Linked DNA regions of Danio rerio: region 1 is linked to region 2. A link is a contact called in public Hi-C data. All regions are on one chromosome and are shown on one strand. Each heading gives the region's core, a stretch centred on a gene start, on an enhancer-like site or on the middle of the called end of the contact. The rest is flanking DNA. Distances are from core to core; before and after follow the strand shown. Region 1 overlaps srgap3 (SLIT-ROBO Rho GTPase activating protein 3). Region 2 has its middle 5.1 kb from the start of hemk1.

Evidence for each region. Hi-C and Micro-C count contacts between places; a contact is called where the count stands out from the background.
Region 1: a Hi-C map of an unstated tissue shows a contact between it and region 2, with 3 times the contacts expected there. The contact joins two enhancer-like sites. A contact is called at or near these places in 1 of 18 Hi-C or Micro-C datasets (an unstated tissue) and 1 of 4 datasets of contacts at active chromatin or transcription factors (caudal fin).

Annotation. Positions count from the first base shown.
Region 1 is chr6:44,217,205-44,223,745 of GRCz12tu, reverse strand. The region is part of intron 5 of srgap3 (SLIT-ROBO Rho GTPase activating protein 3); the gene reads right to left. Among named protein-coding and RNA genes, the nearest start is that of srgap3, 120 kb to the right of the region's middle. Within about 2 kb of position 3,060, at least 10 of the 62 cell types and tissues checked have an H3K27ac peak or open chromatin away from gene starts, as enhancers often do.
Region 2 is chr6:44,086,728-44,093,233 of GRCz12tu, reverse strand. No RefSeq gene overlaps it. Among named protein-coding and RNA genes, the nearest start is that of hemk1, 5.1 kb to the right of the region's middle. Within about 2 kb of position 1,958, at least 11 of the 62 cell types and tissues checked have an H3K27ac peak or open chromatin away from gene starts, as enhancers often do.

The sequences.
Region 1 (6,541 bases), core at 1,811-4,310, 130 kb before region 2:
GATGTTAAAAATAGGATCCTAATCCTACCGCAACATGATGTAAGAGTGCTGTTTCCCCGCCCATCGAATTGACTGACAGCTGCATATTAACATTTCTCTTTAGTAACATGCAAAATTATTGCAAAGCAACTGAGATTAAAAGATCTTTTCAGCTCTCTGTGATCATTAATCATAATCAAATGTGATCAACAATGAGTTTTACAAGTTTGAAACGTTTCAGCAATTTTACTGTCTTTACTTTATCACCACAGCTGCAGGTCAGTACAATTATGAAAGAAGAAGCTTTGATCCCAGTTTTTTGACGTTAAATCAGGTTTATTTTGTACATTAACATAATGGATATCCAACCAGCAGTGGATATTAATGTGCGTCCTGTCACATTTGCATGCAAAAACAGTGCAAAATTAAATGTGTGTGTGTGTGTGTGTGTGTGTGTGCGCGTGTGTGTGTGTGTGTGTGTGTGTGTGTGTGTGTGTGTGTGTGTGTGTGTGTGTGTGCATGCATGAACTTTGTATGCATATTGGGTGTGACTCATTGAAAGGCTTGAATTAACTCCACCTCAAACATATATCAAATAATCATTGGGAAAGTTCTTACTGTAGTATTTCTCACAAACATTACGCGAGATCTGCTTCCTTCATGTCTGTCACTGTGCTGTTTATCTTACGCAGCTGAAGCGGAGATTGAGGCACACTCTGAACGGTGGGCAAGGAGAACTAGAATTAAAGGCACAGGCCACAAAAACAGCTACAAGATGCTCAAAGCTGAGAATTACAAACTTCTGAAAGGGAAAATAAATAGTCTGGTGGATGTTTTGAGCTGAAACTTTACAGACAAAATATGGAGACAAAAAAGGCTTATCTTCAATCTTGAAAAAGGGGTAAAACAGGTGCCCTTTAACCTTCCTGTTGTGTTCAGGTCATTAACAACTTAAATTACTCATAAATATTGTGTTTTACATCTGATTGCATTAAGAACTTATGACATCCTCCACACCATGCATTTGAACATATAAAAGTGATGATCACCTCTTTCATTGAATTTTGAGTTTTTTAATCAAGCTTGTTACACCTGTGGTGTTCCCGGTCAAACGTGAATGCCATAGGAAATGAATGGGTATACAGGCTATATTCATTCATCTGACAGAAAACATCCCCACACACACTACCCCAACTCACTCACTCACCCACACTGAGCAATGTCTTTTGCAGGTAGACATCTCTTTTATGCACTTATGTGCTGATCCTCCAACCTGATCACAAGGAAACATAACTATTTTACGTTTTGTCAATTTAGTAGCTAATTGCACGATTGTTAAAAAATCTGTACACTTTTTAGTGAGGCGTGGCACCCAACCCCACCCCTAAACCCAATCGTCATTGGGGATAAGCAAACTGTACAAAACTGGATGAATGAGATGGTACAAATTCATATGGATTAGCTACTAAACCAATGAGTTATGAATTGCCATAAAAGTGTTGAATCCTCCAACGTGAATCAGCTTCCTGATAAAACAGTGTATCATATCTTCACACAGACTAGACAGGTGTCTGTTATGTGAATCCATCTATGTTTGTCTTTCTTTTTTCTATTGTATGCTTTTTGTTTATTTATTTATTTCTATCTCTCTAGAAAAAAGCACAGAGAAGGAGTCTTATTCCCTTTCTTTCTTTCTTTCTTTCTTTCTTCGCTCAGCCAATCTCTGAGTCTAGCAGGAGCACTTTTAGCTTAGCAACAACTATTTTATTATATTAGACTGTTATTATCTTGCTCAAAAATGACCAAAGTATAACTAACTAGTGCTAGTTCTGTGTCCATGCTCACCATATATATACCCTAAGTCACATTTCCTATTTTATTACACCTAAAGGACTGATAATTCGATCACTTAGAACACAGGAAAGGATAGCATTTTGTTTGTGCTTGGCTGGTAGATAAATCATTCAGATGGATTAAAATTTCTATTTCTTTGGTCAAATTTTATTTTTTTTTTGTAATATATTTTCAGCAAATATTTTTATTTTCATTGCAGTTGTTTTATGTCTAATTCTGTAAATTCATGTTAAACACTACTTTGAGACATTGTTCAGAGCTAAAGAATGTTCAATACAAATTTGGTGGAGAAAAATTATTTTTGTGCTAATATAAGAGCAGTTAAAACCGACCGGTCAATTTTGACCGGGAACACTAAAGTAAGCGGCGGGATGTGAACACAACAGGAGGGTTAACTAATACCACCTTATAGTTAAGTGTTACTCTTGTAAGTTACAAAAATGATCTGTAATAATTATAGCGTCTGAATAAATTTCATAAAATCAACTGCTTTTGTCGGGCATCACAGTGACGCAGTGGGTAGCACAATTGCCTCACAGCAAGAAGGTCACTGGTTTGAGCCCCTGCTGGTCAGTTGGCATCTCTGGGTGCTCTGGTTTCCCCATGCAAGACATGCAGTATAGGTGAATTGAATAAGCTAAATTGACCGTAGTGTATGAGTGTATGCAAGAGTGTGTGGGTGCTTCCCAGTGTTGGGTTGCGGAAAGAAGGGCATTTGCTGCGTAAAAAACATAAGCTGGATAAGTTGGCGGTTCATTCCGCTGTGGTGACCCCTGATTATTAAAGGAACTAAGCCGAAAAGAAAATTAATAAATGAATTTTTATGAATTAAAAAATATTTTTTAGATTAAAAAAATCAACTTATTTTGTTGTTTTTATTATTTGCATTGTGATATTCACATTTATAGCTCTAAAATAAAAACAATTGTATTTTACTGTAATCATTTCTCTAAATTGCATGCTCATCTTTAGTAAACATTTTGTAAAATTCACTTTTTTTTTCTTTTTATTCAAATGATACACACGTAGACAATATATTACTGCAAACCTCTTTTTTTACACCTGAAATTTTAACAGTGAAACTTTTTTTCCACATGCTCAGCCTCCACAATAGTAAGTGATAGTTGAGCAAAGCCCACTGAGGCTTGATCAGGTGAGCTGAGATGACTGTGCTGGAGTCTGCTAGTCTGCAGAATCAGGTCAGACTGCAGGGAAACACACACAGCATCCATGGCTACACCGGTTATAAATAGTGTGAAGCTCAGTGGCTTTCATGCCAATATCTCTACACACTGCAAAGAGCGAGAGAAAGAGAGAGAGAGAGAGAGAGAGAGAGAGAGAGAGAGAGAGAGAGAGAGAGAGAGAGAGAGAGAGAGAGAGAGAGAGAGAGAAACACAGAAACACAGAGAGCAAATGTGCAGGCTAGCAAACCAAATACAATTCATTCGCATGACAAATCACAAATCGCACTCATGTATATTTATGTATATATGTTTTAGATATATTTTCTGTATGGAGTCGCACGAAGTTTGCATTTGTTTTGAGTTGACAGCACTAGCACTATGAATTAGCATGAACTGGATGATTTAGAGCTGGAGTCGCTGACCTGAAATGTTGAATCTGGTTTGTATGAGTAGTCAGCCATTCAGTCTCCAGGCTGTCTACAGTCTCACTGACCTCATTGTCCATTCTTAGATAAAGCCGAGCCTACATTCATTTCTATAAACCCATCCGTCACGTCCATTCAAAGCTTAGCGCCTGCACTGCCTTTAAAGGGGTCCTTGAGTATGATTGAATTTTTTATTTCACTTTAGTGTGTAATGTTGCCGTTTGAGCATAAGCAAAAAGATATGGTGCTCAAAGTTCAATGCAAAGGGAGATCTTTTCAATTCAAAATTCAATTCAATTCACTTTTTAAGACCCACAACAAATGGCTGTTTTTGTGACATCATGAAGCCTAAAAATGTACATTAATCCTGCCTCCTGTGTGATGTTTCCTTCAATGTGCACTAGGTGGTTAACCAATCAGAACACACTGGACCTACTGACCAATTAGAGCAGGGGTCACCAATCTCCGTATATATCAACAATACACCTATAATGGCATTAAAAAATAATAGGTAACACTTTACAATAAGGTTCATTAGTTAATGCGTTTACTAACATGAACTAATCATGAACAACACATGTACAGCATTTATTAATCATAATTGAACATTTACTAATGCATTATTAACATCCAAGTCCATGCTTGTTTACATTAGTTAATGGACCATGAGTTAACATGAACTAACAATGAACAACTCTATTTTCATTAACTAACATTAACTAACATAAACAAATACAGTAGTAGATGTATTGTTCATTGTTTGTTCATGTTAGTAAATGCATTAATAAACATTAACTAATGAACCTTATTGTAAAGTGTGACCAAATAATACAAATATTAATATTATTCTACACTTCACTAAGAGACCTATGTTTAGACCTAACTTAAAGTAAAGCTATCAAAAAAACTTCTATCACAAGTTTTGAAACCCGGCACAATTTGCTCTCTCAAATGCATGTTATAAGCAACACAAACCTACAGAATTGAGTCTGTGTGCAGCAGCATTTACTATAAATCAAAACTCATGGATCGCAATCAGAAAATTTCTAGTTTCATCATCGCAAAGATGCATTGCCATTGTGCCCAAGAGCACTTAACCAAGAACAAGGACACTTAACCCAAGGTCCCTCCAGGAGCATTTTCTTTCTAATAAGAGAGAAAAATCGCTTTGGATAAAAAGACTATTTAGAGCATCAGTTATGATGATTCAATCCAAGAAAGGGCTTTCACTTCCTACCACAGTGGCTTTTTGAGTAAGTCAAGGAGCAACAAACTGCCAGCTCTGTCCTCCTTTGTGCACATATAAAATATAGCACTTGAAATAATGTAATCTTTCTCTTAAAGGGTCACGGGGCCCCTTGAGAGTGTTGAGAGATGGAATAAATTGTGGTTATAGGCTGCAATAGTCCTGGATGCAGTGGAAGGATGAGGGCAATTGGGAAAAAAAATACCTGACAGTTGTCACCATACTTTCCCAGCTGATTGATTAGATTAAAAATTGCTCATTTAATTTGTATTTTTAGTAGTAGTGGGCCGTTATGGGTGTTAACATGCTGGGTTAACGCGAGACTCTAATTGCGCAATAAAATAAATATCGCCGTTGATCTATTCTCAAAAGTTGGGTTGGGAACTTGGTCTATTCTACGCAGGCTATGATGACTATTAAGCGGATATATACCTGAGCGGTGAGCCGTCTGACAAAAAAGTGCTCTTCTGAATCAAACTAGCAGGATACCCTTCTGGATCTTTCACTTACTTTGAAGACACTACTGACTACACTTACATGGACATATGTAATCTCCTTATTTGCCTTAATAGACAATAATGTAAATAAGGTGTTTATGTGATGTGCTTTCATGTAAGAGATTTCTGTAATTTTGGGTGACTTTGACTGCAGTTCGGCAGTTTCACTTTCACTCATAAACATTTCATTCATGCCCCCTGTGACAAACTGGGGTATTAGACATAAATAAGGAGTAAAGACTGGTGAGAGTGCTCTGGAATTTAATAACGCACGCAAAATAAAAAGAAAAGAATAGTAGAACAGTTTCTCAAGCAGTTTGTGATTCATTTTGGAAACCAGAGATGACCCACCGGTCTAATGCACCACCTGGCTTGAGAAACCCGTTCTCAAAGACCTATATTTAGTCATTATTTGGGTAGCACACATATTCTGAATGCCTTTGGCAGAATTCAAATGAGCCATTTTAATCTAAATCAATCTAGTTTAATTCCAAGATTAAAGTGAGATTAATCTAGATAAAAAAATTATCTATGCCCACCCATAATTTTTAGATCTCTAAAATGTGATTTAAATTTACAAATAATGCATTTCTTTGTTAAATATATGTTAATTTAAATTAATTTATAGACCATTTCATTGTGGAGATGCTATTGGCCCATGAACATTTCCTACTTGTTATCAAACTACTTCATAACTGTAACAACAGGCAATACAAGCATAACAATGTTAAAACAGCTATCATGCCATTGTTTATCGATGTGTTTTTTTTTTTTTTTTTGGATTCGTAGAAGCTATAGAAATGAAAAATGTAAAACAGGAAACACATCGGGACCATTGTTTTTGTTTACATCCCTCAAAATGGTCTGTTGGACAAAAAAGAACTGGATGAATCCAGGTTCAAGATTCTTGTTTCATTTTCTTAAAAATAATAGATTCAAAGATTTTATCCAAAGAGATTTGGAAATCTTGTTTTATCAGTCCAAAATTCAGACAATAAGAACATAAGAATAATATATATATATTTTTAAATGTTTAACAGAATATAATTTTGTAGAAAATCAGATTAATTATATATGTACAAATCCCTCTTAAAAACCTACAGAATACAGATATGAAGTTAATTGGAGATTTTTGACTTTTATTATTATTATTATTTATTTTTATTTTTTTTTTAGTTTTCTATACACTAGACTGAAAAAAAACCTTTGAAAAGCCATAAAGCCCAAAATCTCAAATTTGACAGGTCCATGAAAAAACAACAACTGTATTTTGGCCTGCAATATCTAGCCTTAATAAAAACAAGCTGGCATTATGAGTCTCTCCGCTGAGCATTATGAGCTCAGCAGTGTAATCTC
Region 2 (6,506 bases), core at 709-3,208:
CATAGTAGCGGTTTCTCATTCCTTCCAACAAATTGCAAATGCTTTTGGACATGCATCAATTGCTTTCATACAACTCTCTCCTGTGATAACATTATCAGCTGCTTAGGTCATGTAATTCAAAATTAACTAATCTTGTGAATGCTGAATAGTCATTCCATATAAAACTAAATGTCCTAATTTCATTACTTGAGTCAATACATATAAAAAGTGTTGAACTAGTTATCAAAATCTGTCAAGCTAATTTTATAAAACTTTAAAAATATTTTGTTTCCTGAACATGTCTTCTAAATTGAACAGTTTGATGAATATTTTACAGACCAACAGTATGTGTGTTGAAGGTTCAGTTCCAATATGTACTGCACTATTGTTTACAGTTGTGCACAGCTCTACCCAAAGGATGTTTAGGTTTATTGTAAATAAGGCTGTATTTATTATTTTGCACAATGCTGTAAATAAATCAGAATTACGAAAAGCAAATGCAGTAAAAATGTGTAACATACATATTCAGTGTCTTGCACTCAGATACCTCACTAAATGCAGTAATGTCTAACTTTACGGTAGTTTTTTGCTACAGTTTTTTGCATTGGAAAATATTAACAGAGTAAGTTGTCATAATGAAAACATGACAAAGCCATTTGATTATCTTGTTCATAAACGATGGTGTCAGGACTTTTCATCTTGATGACACGGACACTTTCATTGACATCAATACTTGCTTTTGAGGAATGAACTATCCATTTTGAGCATGTAATGCGCTTTTGCAGGTTATCACCCAGGTTTTGCAGTTTGTACTAATTGTTTTGAGAAATGCATTAACTGTTGTGCAAAAATAGCGTTGTGAGAAATGCACCAAAGCAAATGAGAAAAACTGTAATTCACAGAATGTCTACAAAGTATGCTGTAGAGATTTTTCTGATCCCATAACTCTATGGTTAATTGTTTTGGAAAATATAAACAGATTTTTCAATATAATGTTAACATATACTTTTTCTGTCAATTTGTGTTTTGAATTTTTATTGCAAATGTCACATCCATAACGCTGGAAATGCTCATAGATAGATAGAAAGATAGAAGGATAGATAGATAAACAGACAGATGATATTTTAAACAGTCTGCTGAAAGAATTATGGACAGACAGTTACCCAAAGATAGACAGAACAAATAACAGATAGATAGATGGATGGATGGATGGATGGATGGATGGATGGATGGATGGATGGATGGATGGATGGATGGATGGATGGATGGATGGATGGATGGGCAGGCAGACAGGCAGACAGACAGACAGACAGACAGATAGAAAAATAATAGATAAAAAACAGACAGAGAGACAGACTGGCAGAAAAAAGACATACAAAAAGACAGACAGAGAGACAGACAGACAACCAGAGTTAGACAGAACAAATAAAAACACAGATAGATTGACTGGCAGAAAAAAAACAGCCTGAAAAGGCAATAAAGGACAGACAGAGCAAATGACACAGTTTGATACACTGACAGATAGACACAAATAGACAAACAAATAGAAAGAACAGATAAAGCAGACAGGACAAATGATAAAACAAACAAACAGAAAAATAGATTGACAAACAGAAATAAAGAACAAATGGTAAATGAAACATAACAAATGATAGATTAAACAACAACAGACAGACAGATAAATTCAGACTTTACTCTATTAAAGTGAAGAGAGCTGCATGGGGAACGATACAGGAATAAACTGCAGTAATGAACATCCCTACAGACGCTCAAGAACGCATTATACCCTTTGGTTCATCACAAAAAAAAAAAAAAATGAAATTACCAAGTAATTTACCCAGCTCTGCCCCCTCCTCTCGCTTCATCACTTCTAAGCATCTCAGGGGGCAGCAGCATGGGAAACTATGACTTCAGTGTTTTTGTGGGACAAAGCAGCATTGTGAGGTTCTTCTCAGTATTTCAGCTCGAAGAATTACGGAAAGAGAAAAGGAGCTTCCTCCGGGAGGCTCGAAACACCCGAATGAGTCACTGCTGAGAATATATGTGCCATAGAGGACTCTGTCTGGACCACTGCCAGCTCAGACGACTGGAGATGAATGAAATCTGGACGCGCCGAGAAGCTGAAAAAAAACATATGCATGTACAGCATGCTTTCTTTTGATTACATGACCAATATGAGATACTACATGTTTATTTTTGCTGAAACCAGAGGATTAGGATCTAAGGCTATAATAGCTGGAACACATACAAAATCCTACTACTGTACATATACAGTAAGTCAGCGCTGTATATAATCACACAACTATGAAGCTGAAGTATGAAGGGAAAAAAGCAGGCTAGAAATCCTAAATATTTCCTCCATATACTTCCCATTCTTTTATCATTCACATCTGGCACTCAGATGCATATTCCGTGTCATTGTGCGATAAATCGAGATTATTTCTGTCATTTTAGCAATAGAAGAAAAATATTATGCATGAAATATGTTTAATTATTTGGCATTGATTTGATCTAAAATGTAAAATATAATATAAAAGTACTAACAGGTTTTGTCCTTTTTGGCCTTTTCACTTTTTATTAAGAAGAGAAATTTGGAAACGTCTTTATTTTTGAAATGTAGCTCTTCTCTATCTTGAATTACAGACAAATAAGAGTAAATGGGTTAGACCATTTTAATGTTAAAAAGAAATTAAGAACTGAGCTAAAGAAATTAAAGAGCTTGCAAAATCATGTTAACAGCATGTGGAAGACTTTCTGCTTGCAAGGCCTTATCTGCATTGTGCATCCTATCTGAACAGTGTTGATCATGTGACTGACAGAAGAAAAAGTGAAAGAGAGAGAGAGAGAGATGTTTAGAGGTTGATAGATTAAATGAGAAAAGTGCTGGAGGTGGATGGTGATGCTTTTCTGAAGTAGATTTTTGAAAGTAGATTTCATTTACTGCACCCTCAACTGAATGCTGTTACCAGTATCCACTATAATAACATACATACAGTTGATGTCGAAATGATTAGCCCTCCTGTAAATGTTTAATAATTTATTTTAAATTATTAAAACATAAATGTTCTAGTAACTAATTTCCAATTTTGCCATTATAACATCACATAATATTTTACTCTTTGACTAACTTAATATTTTATTTTGCAAGATACTAGTATACACTCACCTGCAACTATATGGATATCTGGTAACTATGAAGGCCATTTGAGTACAGTGAACTCATTGTCATGCTTAAGAAGCCAGTCTGAAATGATTCATGCTTTATGATGTGGCATGCTATCCTGCGGGAAGTAACTATCAGAAGATGGGGACACTGTGGTCATAAAGGGATAGACATGGTCAGCAACAATACTCAGGTGGGCTGTGGCATTGACACCATGCTTAATTGGTACTCAATTTGGCCCAAAGTGTGCCGAAATATCCCCCACACATCATTACACCACCAACACCAGCTTGAACTGTTGTATATATGGCAGGATGGATCCTTGCTTTCAAGTTGTTGATGCCAAATTCTGACTCTACCATCCGAATGTTGCAGCAGAAATCAAACTTATTAGATCAGGCAATGTTTTTCCAATCATCTATTGTCTAATTTTGGTGAGTCTGTGCGAATTGTAGACTCAGTTTCCTGTTCTCAGTTGTTAGGAGTGGCACCCGGTGTGGTCTACTGCTGCTGTAGCCCATCTGCCTCAAGGTTGGACGTGGTGTCCAAAGGTGCTCTTCTGCATAACTTGATTGTAATGAGTGCTTATTTGAGTTACTGTTGCCTTTCAATCAGCTCAAACCAGTCTGGCCATTCTCCTCTGACCTCTGGCATCAACAAGACATTTACACCCACAGAACTGCTGCTCACTGGATATTTTCTCTTTTTTGGACCATTCTCTGTAATCTCTAGAGATGGTTGTGCGTGAAAATCACAGTATATCAGTAGTTTCTGAAATACTCAGACCAGCACATCTGGCACCAACAACCATGCCACGTTCAAAGTCACTTAAACCACCTTTCCTACCCATTCTGATGCTTGGTTTGAACTGCAGCAGATCGTCTTGACCATGTCTACATGCCTACATTCACTGAGTTGCTACCATGTAATTGGCTGATTAGAAATTCGCATTAACGAGCATAATAAAGTGAGTGTATATTCAGCTTAAAATGCAATTAAATTCTTAAATAGGTTAACTTGTTTAGGCTAACTATTTAAGTAGGGTTAATTAGGCAAGTTATTGGATTACTAGTTTGTTCTATAATCAATCAAAAAACTATCTCAAGGGGGCTAAACATATATATTTTTTAAAATATAATAATATTATTATCAAAAAAATAAACTTTCAAGTTTTAAAATTGTAAAATATAATAAAAAATATACAGAAGGGCTAATAATTTCAACATCAACTGCATAAATGTGTATATAATAGTGATTACTAGTAACAGCATTCACTGGAGGGTTATAAAATTAAAAAGTTCATTAACTTAAGGGGGGTAAAAATGTATTTAATAATATTACAATTTATCTCAACAATTAAAAACTGTTTTTATTCTAGCTAAAATAAAAGAAAGAAGACTTTCTCCACAAGAAAAATGAAATAGTGTGAAAATGTCCTTGCTCTCTAAAACATCACTTCAAAATTTTTTGAAAAAGAATATGAATTTCACAGAAGAGCTAATCATTTTGGCTTCAAGTGTACATAACATTTGGGAGGGTCTGGCACCAAAAACGTAAATAGCACTTCTTTAAAAGACTTATTTTAGGAAAAATAACGTAGTATAAATATTTATTGCAGTTAATCAACAATGTTTACAGATATGGTTAACGTCATGATGACCAATGGGTCTGACAAACAGTTGCATTTATTTTCTTTAAAGTGTCTGAGTTGAACTGTGGCGTATCGCAGGCCATCAAACCACTCACTTTCCTTGGCAGGCATGACCAGTTTCCCTTAATTACACACACACTGCGAGCTATTATCGCAGATCTGCTTGAAGGACAAAAACATTTCTAAAAACTTAAGACATGTAGAAACGTTTTAAATATACTTCTATTCATTTCTCCTTTTCTTTTAATACTAACACATTTTGTATCCTTCAGTATTGTACTTTAACCTCACTTTCGTTTCCTTCGCTTCCATATTCTGTGCTCATTTTTAAGATATCGTCTTTCTTGTTCACATAATGAGAGTGTTCATTCAGACAGACAGTGTTTTCAGGGTAAACACAGGCCATGTAGTTGAAATCATGTGTGGTGCTGCTCACAAATCGACCGAGGCTTCACACTGCAACCCCTGCAGCACACAATAACAATCAGTCCCATCTGGCTGACAGCACCAGTCCTCCATCCCCCAATGCAGACTCTCCTCACGTGATCTCCGCTGCGCCCACTGCACACAACAAGTCTTTTCACAACTTTGCCTTTGAAGTTTGTGTTGTCACAATACTGGGAAATATGCATGAGCTAAAATTGAACCCTTTGAGATGGAAAAAAAAAAAGCTGAACAATAGTTTAAGACTAGCCAAATAACACAGACATTGTTGTTAGCAATATGAAATTGCAGATGTAATTCAAATTAGCAGGCAAAGATGGATCAATTTTCATTAAACCATGCATTTGTATGTAAATTGGCCTGTCACGATGTCTGTTTTTTGTGGAACGATATATAGCAACAAAATGTATTGAGATAAACGATATTACTGTCATTTTGAAACCATTTTGACACCATAATAAAAATCATGATGCAAGTACACTCTTCCGAAAAACATAACATTTTATTATTAATAATATTTCATTTAATTATAGTCATTTTAGCAATTTAATAATTAGATATTGGAATCAGATTGTAAAAATGCATATCCTAAACAAATAAATAAATAATATTAAATGTTAACAATAATGCCCAAGGTGAAAAGAACTAGAAAAAAGTAACAGGCACCCACATGAAAATATACTATAGTAATTTATAGTAAATATTATAGTGTTTTTTAACCATATACTGACATCGCCAACAGAGAAAGAGAGGCTGCGCAATCAGCTGAAAAGGGCTAGAATTGGTTTTCATGTATGGACGATGTATATTGCATCCCCAAAAATGATTGAAGACATGTCCGCATGTTTTACGATACGTCGATATATTGATTAATGTGACAGGCCTAGTAAATTGTAAAACTTTATTAATATTTCTTGCTAAATATAAATATAGCTACTGTAGGAGCAGATTTAAATATTATATAATGGAGGAAAAAACATAAATGGAAACAACTTAAGATGTTTCATAAAGTTTTACAATTTGTTTTACAAGATAAGATTTACAACATGCCAGAAAGATGAATGTAATTTTATTTATATTTCTTTCAACGAAGAAGAAGAAGAAGAAGAAGAAAAAGAAGAAGAAGTAAAAGAAGAAGAAGAAGAAGAAAAAGAAGAAGAAGAAGAAAACAAAGCTACAGTGTAAAAAAAAATGCTGGTGTGAAGAAACACAATTTCTTCATGTTGTTCCAACAAATCAATGGGCTATATGCACAGCTAGTGTTTGTCA